Regions from separate parts of the Mus musculus genome. Here region 2 is linked to region 1. A link is a contact called in public Hi-C data. All regions are on one chromosome and are shown on one strand. Each heading gives the region's core, a stretch centred on a gene start, on an enhancer-like site or on the middle of the called end of the contact. The rest is flanking DNA. Distances are from core to core; before and after follow the strand shown.

Evidence for each region. Hi-C and Micro-C count contacts between places; a contact is called where the count stands out from the background.
Region 2: a contact with region 1 is called in a Hi-C map of the N1E-115 cell line, with 1.6 times the contacts expected there. The contact joins two enhancer-like sites. A contact is called at or near these places in 1 of 15 datasets of contacts at CTCF or cohesin (the NIH/3T3 cell line), 1 of 484 Hi-C or Micro-C datasets (the N1E-115 cell line) and 1 of 9 other capture datasets (embryonic tail).

The regions. Positions count from the first base shown.
Region 1 is chr10:45,696,289-45,701,829 of GRCm38.p6, reverse strand. Hace1 (HECT domain and ankyrin repeat containing, E3 ubiquitin protein ligase 1) reads right to left here. Exons shown (of 24, transcript NM_172473.3): 21 at 1,155-1,253; 22 at 806-876. Among named protein-coding and RNA genes, the nearest start is that of D030045P18Rik, 110 kb to the left of the region's middle. Within about 2 kb of position 2,744, at least 11 of the 459 cell types and tissues checked have an H3K27ac peak or open chromatin away from gene starts, as enhancers often do. A contact at or near this core is called in the N1E-115 cell line, where this site is marked.
Region 2 is chr10:45,890,966-45,896,506 of GRCm38.p6, reverse strand. No RefSeq gene overlaps it. Among named protein-coding and RNA genes, the nearest start is that of D030045P18Rik, 86 kb to the right of the region's middle. Within about 2 kb of position 2,411, at least 32 of the 459 cell types and tissues checked have an H3K27ac peak or open chromatin away from gene starts, as enhancers often do. A contact at or near this core is called in the N1E-115 cell line, where this site is marked.

The DNA of each region.
Region 1 (5,541 bases), core at 1,495-3,994:
GAGAAAAATGCTATGTACAAACAATGTGCACATGAGTGTGTGTGTGTATTCATGTGTTGACACAAGCTAAAGTCATCTGAGAGCAGGGAACCTTCAATTAAGAACATGCCTCCATAAGTTTGGGCTGTAGACACACCTGTAGGGTTAGTGACTAATGTGAGAGGGCCCAGCACATTGTGGGTGGTGCTATCTCTGGGCTGGTGGTCCTGGGTTCTATAAGAAGGCAAAATGAGCAAGCCATGGGGAGCAAGCAAATAAGCAGCACCCTGTCATGGCCTCTGCATCAGCTCCTGCCCTGTTTGAGTTCCTGTTTTGACTTCTTTCAATGATGGACCACAAGGTGGACATGTAAGTCAAATAGACCCTTTCCTCTCATACTTGCTGTTTGGTCATTGTAAACAGAAACCCAAACTAAAACTATGTGATAGACAAAGACCATGTGTGCGCACACGTGTGTGTGTGTGTGTGTGTGTGTGTGTGTGTGTGTGTGTGAGAGAGAGAGAGAGAGAGAGAGAGAGAGAGAGAGAGAGAGAGCGTGTGTCCAACCATAAAAACTGAGTGGCTTTACTGTTAAACCAAACAAAAAAAAAAGATATTAAAAATTCAGGTTCTAAAATATATTAAGATTTAACACTACTATAAATATTTTGTCATCAACATCTAAATAATCATTTGTTTAATACCTAAAATATAGACAGAACAATGACTCTTCATTTTGTTTGTTTTTCTCTGTGATTTACTGTCTTGGTCATTAGAAATGAAATACAATAAATTCTTCCAATGTTATCATAAAAGCTCTTCTTACCTGCCAGTAACGAACTGCAAGAGAAGAACTCTTTCTTCTTGAGTAATGTCTTCCACAACTTCCCAGAACCACTACCAAGAATAACAACAATTTAGCTCACATTTCAGAGCAAATCATAGACTTATAAGAACCACAGACCATGCAATATTCATAAAGCACATTTTATTCTCTGAAACTCATTTATCAAAGATGATTTCACAAAAGGCTTTCATATGCAATATCCCCAAAGAAGAATTTATGCAAAATCTTTACTTTGTTAATGGATGTAGACTTCCATCCAATAAAGCTGAAAAGCTTACAAAATTAAATAGCAAACTTAACTTCATTCTAGGCTCCAGAGAGATTGTACCTGAATAACTGGATCTTCTCTTTCATAGCCACTTGTGTATTCTGTATTTTTTATCCAATCATTTACATCAATTTCCGGCATGCCAGAAAGCAGTAGCTCCTTTGGGGAAGAAGAAAAATATTTCATTAATCTTCCTTGGGGGAAAAAAAAGCCATTACATTTAAATAGTAAATTTGCCTTAATTAGAAACTAATCCCATATAAACCTGGTTTACGTCTGTGACAGTTTCTACATTATCATCAATAATAAGTGCTACATAAGGAGGAACCTGCCACAGTGACATTTCAAATATGGCATGAGGGGATGGGGATCCACTTTGATGCGATCTAAAACATAAAAAGAATGACAGCGTCTGTATTGATGGTAACCATACGCAGCAAAGGTTTCTATGTACACAATTCTGTAAGTATTCCCTCTGGCTCAGTTTATTTTTATTTTAATATTCCCTATAAATGTGTTAAATCCCACCAGGTCATATTCTCAACATGAAAATGTCATAAAAGCCTGAATATTATGCAAATGAAAAGCTCATTAAGAAATAATCATTTTTTTCTTTATTTTAAAAATATGAATTCTATTTTGGAGTAATTCAGATCTTTTGAAGTCAATCTTCTCCAAGGCAATAATAATAATAACAACAACAACAACAACAACAACCACCACCAACAAGACTATTTTCTAGTGACTCTGTCTGCAGTGCAAGGCATGGATCCTAGGGGCCTTGTATATAACCAGGCAAGCACACAACCACTGAGCAACATCGTTAGTACTCCTAAATACATGACTAGCTTTTGTCCAAGATCATCAAACACAGAAATCTATCACATATATCTAAAAGTTACATCAGGAAAGCCAAAATGTTCATCATCAGGGGTTTCCAGGGAAGAGAGAAGGAAAGGCGTGTCTGTGTCCCTGAATCAGCCCACGTTTCACAGATGGAAGCCCTACAGTGCGGTGAGGGTATGAATGACGCATGTCTTTTAACAGGGTCTGAGAACATACTTCAAGGCCATGACTTACAACGACTGTTATTAATATATACCTAACTAGGGCAGCATATGTTCTAGCAAAAGCAATCTAGGTAAGGTCTGAGCACTCTGTCTATTCACTAGGTCAGTACGAGTGGCCTTTTCCATATTTTCCATATGAAATTGGATTTTCTTCATATACTTCAGCCAAATAATGAAGTACAACTGATCATACACAGAAGCAGATATGAGAATCTAGATATGAGATATATAGCCAGGCATCCCAAATCTGCAAAAACTGTGTCATTTTTCTCATTATTTTTGTTCTGTTCTTAGATTAGCTTTTATTTCTAAATGTCATTTACATTAACATAATTTACAAAGCACATTTCCCTTCTAATTTAATTTCAAGTACAGCAAATATACATTGGTATACTAACCCATATAAGCAAAGACTGTTTTGAAGGAGATCATCCCAAGATCATATAATTGAGAACTGCTGGTGTGCATATCCCAGTCCTTGCCAGCCTCATGACTGGCCAACTCCTGATCTTATCTAGCACCCCTGGCACACTCTGCACTCCCTGCAGACTGGCTTTCTTGCTTACTAACTGTAGATAAGATCTGAGCCACTGAGAAGCACAGGCAGGGCCCACAGCTCTGCTCCCTTCAGGTTTCTGCGCTGTTGTTCTGTAGTGCGGAGTCCACAGAGCGTCTCCTTGACACTTCTCTCTCACACAGGACCCTTCACTACATCTCTTCAAGCTGTCTCTTTCAGCAGTAGCCACAACAAAGGCTTCCCACGTTAGCCAGCTCTTCTTTATTCCTTATAAACACGGCTTTAATGGTCCCTGTGTTAAGGCTTCCTTACGGGACCCAACTGAGAAAACTGCTCCCTTGCAGAACTCTGACACAGATCTACCAAAGAGCACCTGGGTGAATTTTACGTTTCTCACAATTCACCAGGTTAATCCCCTTCTCAGACTAAAGATAAGCTTTTAATATTAAAGTGAAGATAAGCTTTTAGTATTATTCCATAATTAACAATTAGGAATAATAATATTGCAACTGCACTCTCAGAAATTAACTATTTTATAATTATCATATTTTCTATAATTTAAGGAAAAAGGAAAAATGATTTTTGGTTTTTTTTTTTGTTGTTGTTGTTGTTTTTTGAACTACAGGCCTAGAACTCACAGAAATGTGATTACTTCTGCCTCCATGGAAAAACTAAGGGTAGCATGTGCCCACAAACCTCTTTGTGGGGGTTGTTTTTTGTTTTACATACTTAATAAACACTGGTTATTATTTTATTGTCAGAACATGACCCAGAAAGGAGTTGTATAAGGAGACTTCTGAGTGCTTGTGAGAAAAACCCAAGAAACCAAGGCAAGAGTCTTGTGACCTCAGTTTCCTGTAAAACACAAAACTGTTCTGAGTTTTAAAAATTGTTTACATGGAATGTGTTTTTATGCTCCTCCCAGGTGTAGTGGAAAGGAGTTGAGTTTATTTCAGATTATTCATTACAACCGGATATTGTTATTTGTTTATACAGCTCTATGGAAAAACCTTTTGTCACATGAGGCTTGTCTGCCATGTGTGACTTGCCCTTCTGTTGTACACTTTACTCATGCCTTAACCCTCAGAGTATAAACTGTCTGGTGCTCTGAATAAACATGGAACTTTACATGAAACTTTAGTCCACCTCGTTTATGGGCTCCATTCTCCCAGGTACCACCACCATTAGAGCCGTAACATTTAATGATTTTTTTCTTTAAATTCCTATAATAACTAACGAAAAGTTATTAAGATGACAAATAACAAAAGGGAAATTCAAAATAAAAAGTACATATAGCAAAAATATTATTAAATTCCAATAATTTATTTCTTGACATTGGGAGAGGGTCTGACTGTGTGTAGTCCTAACTGGCCTTGAACTCAGAGACGTGCCTGCCTCTGCTTCCTGAGGGATGGTATTAAAAGGCATGTACTACCACAACTAGACAATAATTTATTCTTAATATACTAAAAGAACTAAACTTTTAAGATACAACAAACAATCGGGCACAGTGCCCATACCTGTAATCTCAGCTCTGGGAGGTGACAGAAGGAAGGAGTTCAGAGTCACCCTCAGCTACACAGCACGGCTGAGCTCAGCCGACTTGGGCTGCATGGAACTCTACCTCTAAACACAAATAAAAACTACAAATGTGTAGATATACGCAGATGCACACATAATCTAAACATAGAGGCCACACTAATGGAACCAGAGTCACAGAAATTAGAATGCCTAGAATCCATATGACTTGGTGTTTTGGTATTCCAGCATCACAGATGCAGCACACAATGAGATGATAACTACTTGGACATCTAAGCCTTCCAAGTGTCACTGCTTACATATATGTTAGGATAACCTTGGCCACTGCTTTAGCTCTCTATCCATAGTAACTGATACCAGATCTTGAGCAACTATATGCTTTCTCCTCCTCACATAAACAAAATTGTAAAAAGTTTTTTTCTTGATGTAGCATATCCCTGTTCTATAACTCCACATACATAAAACATACGCACATATTTTGATGAGGAAAAACTACAGCACAACTAGTTCAGTACCCCAGAACTGTAAAGACCCCCGTCAAGGTTCAGGAGTATAAAAGACAAAAGGAAAGAGACATAGTAAAGTACTAGCCAGTGAATTATAATTGTGTGCGGCAATATGTATGATAACCACAAAACACTTTGTTTTCTATTTACATTTATTTTCAAAATAGATAAACCTGCCAAATCCAACACAGATGGCAACATTCAGGTATACTTAGCCAAAATCTCAAGAAAATAAGCTAGGGAAAGCTGGAGTATAGGGAGGTATTGGAAAATCAAAGGACATTCTAAACAGCTAGGGGAAAAAAAAGCCACATTAAGGGCAGCAGCCAATAGTAGAAAAGCAAGTAAAATTCTCCCCTTGGGCCGGTTGCACAGCACTGGCCATCAACAGAACAAAGCATCAGAAGTGCATGACATCCTAGATCAAGTGGATGACTTCCAAACACTGAAACTAACATTTTGCCAGCAGTCCACAGAACTTTCTCTAAGATAGATCATATATAGAACACAAAGCAAGTCTCAACACACACACACACACAAAACTGAAATAATTTTTTGTATTCTATTTGACCATAAGAAAGGAGCAGAGGAGGGAAAGGCATCTGCTACCACACCTTAGGATCCAAGTGGGTCCCAGGAGCCCACACGGTAAATGGAGAGAACTCTCACAAAATCTCTGACCTCTGTATGCACACACATGCACACTACAGCAAGCAGACACACAGGTATACATGCACACACACACACACACACACACAATTTTTAAAGTTAAAAATAATAATACAAAAATAAGGTCCCTAATCATGGCAGAAATT
Region 2 (5,541 bases), core at 1,162-3,661, 200 kb before region 1:
CTTGTATCTTATCTCTTCAATGCTACAGCACTGGGTCAAGCCAACATCACCTCTTTTCTGGGTTTTTGTGATAGTCCACTAACTGGCTGTCTTAGTCAGGGTTTCTATTCCTGCACAAACATCATAACCAAGAAGCAAGTTGGGGAGGAAAGGGTTTGTTTGGCTTACACTTCCATACTGCTGTTCATCACCAAAGGAAGTCAAGACTGGAACTCAAGCAGGTCAGGAAGCAGGAGCTGATGCAGAGGCCATGGAGGGATGTTCTTTACTGGCTTGCCTCACCTGGCTTGCTCAGCCTGCTCTCTTATAGAACCAAGACTACCAGCCCAAAGATGGTTCCACTCACAAGGGGCCTTTCCCCCTTGATCACTAATTGAGAAAATGCCTTACAGTTGGATCTCATGGAGGCATTTCCTCAACTGAAGCTCCTTTCTCTGTGATAACTCCAGCTGTGTCAAGTTGACACAAAACTAGCCAGTACACTGGCCATCTGCCTTTTATCCATATCTAGAATATTCTCAGCATACTAGCCAGACTGGTCCTAATAAAAACCTACCTGGAGTAGATGCTCTGTGTGTGTGTGTATGTGTTTGTGTGTGTGTATGTGAGTGTGTGTGAGCATGTGAGCAGGTGAGCGTGTGTGTGTGTGTGTGTGTGTGTGTGTGTGTGTGTGTGTAGGGCCTCACCCAGACCCCCTATTAGAACTGAGGCACTTGCTGCCCCAGCAGATTCAAGGTCAAATGGCAATGCCTTACATTTGAATCTGCCTCTAGGATTTTCCCTCAAAGAGAACTGTCTCCTAGAGGTTGTTCCCTCCCCATGGACGATGTGAACATGCAAAGGCGCAGCTCTTTTGTCTTCATTTGGGACTGGCTGTGGAAGGGCTGAAGCCGCTGTTGCAAATGTGTTCGATTCAGCTTCTCCCTCTGCCCATTTCTGCTGACAGTCCCTCAGAGACTCTTCAACTAAAAACATGACCAAGATAAGGATGTTCCATGTGACTGTACATCTCAGAGTCTATTTCCAGGAAAAGTTAATGTAAGACACTAGATCATCTTGTTCCTGTGACCAAAACCCTCCAGTGACTCTTCAGTTCATATGAAAACTGACATTGTCACTATGACCTAGTATGCTTACATGACATGGCTCCTGGTACCTCATCTACTGTTGTGCCACCACTCAGGAAAAGCATATATCCAGATTCTCATTTTTAGAATGCTCTCTTCACAAATATGCACACAGTTTACTTGCTCACCTACCTCTGAGCCTTTCAATTCCATTTTTTTCTGGAATAGTCGTCTTCTTACTTTTTACTTGGAATGTACACAGAATCCTGTATCTTTGCATCACTAGCATGCCACTGCCTTGTTCTAAGCCAGTATCCTTTTTCTCCTGGATTCTCCCAATAGTCAGGAACTATCTTCAGACACCAAAGCATCACTGTACTTTCAATTGAACTTTCCTGCATTACACTTAGCTTGCCTGACCTCCACTATAACACTCTTACTTAGTGGGTTTATATCTTTCTCATACCACTAGAACAATTCCTGTTTGTCTATTTCATCCTCTATGCTTAGAATACTAGACATAAGATGAAAATGAATGAATGAATGAATGAGTGAGTGAGTGAAGAGTGCCAACAGTGTGCTAAGCACCACCGGACACATTTACATACATTTAGCTCTCCAACAAGTGGGAGAGAGGATGATGATATGTGCCTTTAAACTGTGAAAGCAGAGAACATTTCACATCAAAGGAATAATGGAGGCCAGATGTGACCTCCTGGCTCCAAACTCAAAGCTGTATTCCCAGTAGCCTCCCAAAGGCACTTACACTACTTTGTTTCCAAGTAAATCTAATCCTCTGTGAAAGACACTTCTAAGAATAAGGTGCAGAGACCAAGACAGAAAACGTGATCTCAACCCATGTTAGAGAATGCCTGTGTCCTTGCTACTGTAGTCAAACCACAAAATGAGTTTAACAGGGCTAGCTTCTAGATGTGCCCTCTGGGACCTGATTAACATGGAGGTGACTCACAGCGCACACAATAACATTTGGACAAGTCCATGGCAGAGTTTTGTTTCAGCTCACTGTCTTCCACTTAGCAAAAGAAAGTTTTATAAAGGAAGTGGGAATATAAGAACTTTCTGAGGTACAGTAAGGAGGAAGAGTCCTACCCAGCACTCAGCACCCATTAACTTCAGAGAGAACATCTACCCTGGATAGGCAGGGCAGGACATGATACAAATGGGAAATAAGCCTGACCCCAGGACAGAAGTCTTGTGTTGTACACACATGTGGGTCTGATGGAGTCTATTGGCATAAAAGCAAGGTGGGAATGCTCTAAATCAGCTTTTACCATCTAAGGATGGTCACACACAAAGCATGCATTGTGGCCACTAATGAAAGACATGTGCTGGAGCAGTTACACATGGCAGCAGGCTGAACACTAATGACATGAAACAGCTACAGTGCCTCTACACTGACCCCTGTGAAACCTCAGGCCTGACTTATAACAGGCAGAGCTAAACCAATTTATCACCAAATTATGCATCATTTAATAAAGACTGGTGTGACTCAACCTGCCAGGCAGGAATGCTGAGAGTGGAGGAAATGGCCTCTAAAGGCCCCTCTTCCTTGTCCTAAGCGCATCTTTAACCCTTCAGTGATTATGGTCTGCCTAATGTAAAAGTCTAAACTTCATAAACTGTCTAATAACCTTAGATTAGTCAGACCTTGGAATTCCCAGAGTAACGGACTTGAAGACTACAACTCTTTAAAAGTCATTGATAATAGATTAAGTGAAAGAAGTCTATTCTCTCTTGAAACATCACTTACATTCACACACCCAAAGCAATTGTTGACTTTACCAGTGTCATTTGCAAAGTTGTTATCATAATATATTCTCATTTACAATAAAAATTACTCCTACAAATTTTATGTTCTACCCGTAGCTACTGATAGTTCTACCCTCTACATTTTCAAAGAGAAAAGTTCTAGAAACTTCACTACTGTCCTTGAAATGTAAAAATCCACACATTATCACACACACACACACACACAAATATCTCAACAGAAGTCATTCATGCGTGCCTGAGAGTAGACACAACCACATCAGGTTATAGACTACAGGGGCAAATGACTTAACAAAACTTCAGATGAAGCCAAGGGAATTACAGCAATTTCTATCATCAGCTCCATACAAAACCTTTTTAGTAACAGCCACAAAGCCACCAATAGATATGCCCTAAGAAGTTAGAGAATAGTACCTGTTTTCTTTCTCTTCCAGATATAATTGGTTTTTATGAGAACAACGTGCATCCTGTAGAAACATTTAGATTTCTGAACTCTTATAGGCTCTTTGGTCCTTCATGTTGCACCAAAGACTATGTGTCTCTTTAATGAAATCACGAAATGGTGAGGGAGCCAAAAATACATTTTGTAATTAAGCTCGGCGACAATCAACTATATGAAGACAAGCAATAGTGGTTTTCTTTCTCCTGAAATTTCCATTTCATCTGACAGTTCTGTTTCTACATCTCATTCCTTCTCCTTTTTCTTCCACCATAATAATAAAAGTATCAAGAATTTCTAATATATAAAGAAAATTGAAAGGCTCATTCATGTGCCAGAAAACCTGTTTCTAATCATGGGGGTTGTCATGGTCTTTAGGTTTTATTTTTTTTTCTTGAACTATTTTATTACTTAAGAAATGTTAAGGAAAGATACCTCAAAAGAAAGACAGACCTATTGTAAGCATTTTTGTATGTATTGACTCAATATGTGCTCACAACAGCTTCAGAATAAAGGCCCCTTTGTTATGGTCATCTTGCAGCCAAAGAAGCCAAGGCAGGGAGTGGAGGAACGCACCAGGACTGCTAGTTCCAAATGGTGGAGGCCGGAGTCAAATCAGGGCAGTCAGAGTGCAGACTTAACCACATCTTGCAGCCTTGAAAAAGGCAGTGAGAAACCCAGAAGCTTTCATTGTGGTAACAAGGCAAAAAGCAATCCTGCTGTCTCTGTGCCCTCAAATAGCCTGACTGAATAATGTCATCCCTTAACCCATTTCACAAATTTGTAGAAAATGCACAGTGTTCTCTTTCTGTGATGTCTGTGGTTTATTTTATCCCCATTAAGAAGAGACAGGAAGCTGGGCGTGGTGGCGCACGCCTTTAATCCCAGCACTCGGGAGGCAGAGGCAGGTGGATTTCTAAGTTCGAGGCCAGCCTGGTCTACAAAGTGAGCTCCAGGACAGCCAGGGCTACACAGAGAAACCCTGTCTCAAAAAAAGAAGAAGGAGGAGGAGGAGGAGGAGGAGGAGGAGGAGCAGGAGCAGGAGGAGCAGGAGGAGGAGGAGCAGGAGGAGCAGGAGGAGGAGGAGGAGGGGGAGGAGAAGGAGCCAGGGTGTGATGTGGTGATGTGCATTGTTCCAGCTGGTCGATTTCCAGGCATAGCACTGTGTTTCCAAATCATAGAATTAGATTCTGCTGGTCTTACCCAGGTTTTGGTCACTTCCATCCCAACCATCTTTTGGATGGATGCAGAATACAAATTAGTAAGCAATCTCAAAAGACAAACAAGGATTGGTGTTGTTTGGTTGCTGTTGTTGTTTTAATTATATGAATCCTAAATGAATTTTACTAGAATTTAAACATTACCTTTAAGAGAGACAGCAAAAAGTTGAAGGAAAGAAGAAAAAGTCGGGCAGCTCTCAGGGTCTCTCTCTCTCTCTCCCCCACTCTGTTCTCAGCATAAGCCATTCCCCTGCCTTCCCATTTCTAATGTTATAAGGTTGAGCAGATTTCCCTTTAATCTGTCATGTTTGAAGGACTTTATACATCTTCTAAGCATTTTGATTGTAAAATGAGAAATTATCTTCAGAGATACTTGACCAATCTTAGAAAAGAAAAATGACATCTAACTGATTGCTTATTTTGTTTTATTTTTGTTTTTTGTTTTTTTTGTTTTTTTTTTTTCTGATACAGGGTCTCACTACATAGCTGCCCATGGGAACATGCTATATATCTTTTTTTCTTCCATTAATCTATTTACTTATTCACTTTACATCCTGATCTCTGTCTTCCCCCTCATCTCAGTCTCCACTTCCCCTACAGTCCCTATACATCTTAATCTGGCCTCCAACTGGCAGTTCTCCCGGCTCAGTCTCCTGGGGTAATAGGCAGGTGCTATGCTAGATACTGAAACTGATTTCTAAAACAAAGCTTCTGTCAAAATAACAAGGTGGCTGGGGTCCACTTGTCAAATAAAGGGTTGATTACAACCTCCATAGTAAATATGTCCTCTACACATTTCAACATTAATTATTCCATAATGAACAAAAGCAAATCAAGGCACATATTCTCCTTAGAAAACATTTGTCTTCAAAACAATGATAAATATTCTCTTGAAGGTTTTGTGTCATGGGGGGCGGGGTGCATGAGTGATGACTAGAATCAGTTTGAACCTGGAATGTTCTTCAAAGACTCACTAGACTGCTATTGAGAGGAATTTTAAGAAATTGGGCTTATAAGGGTGGGGTAT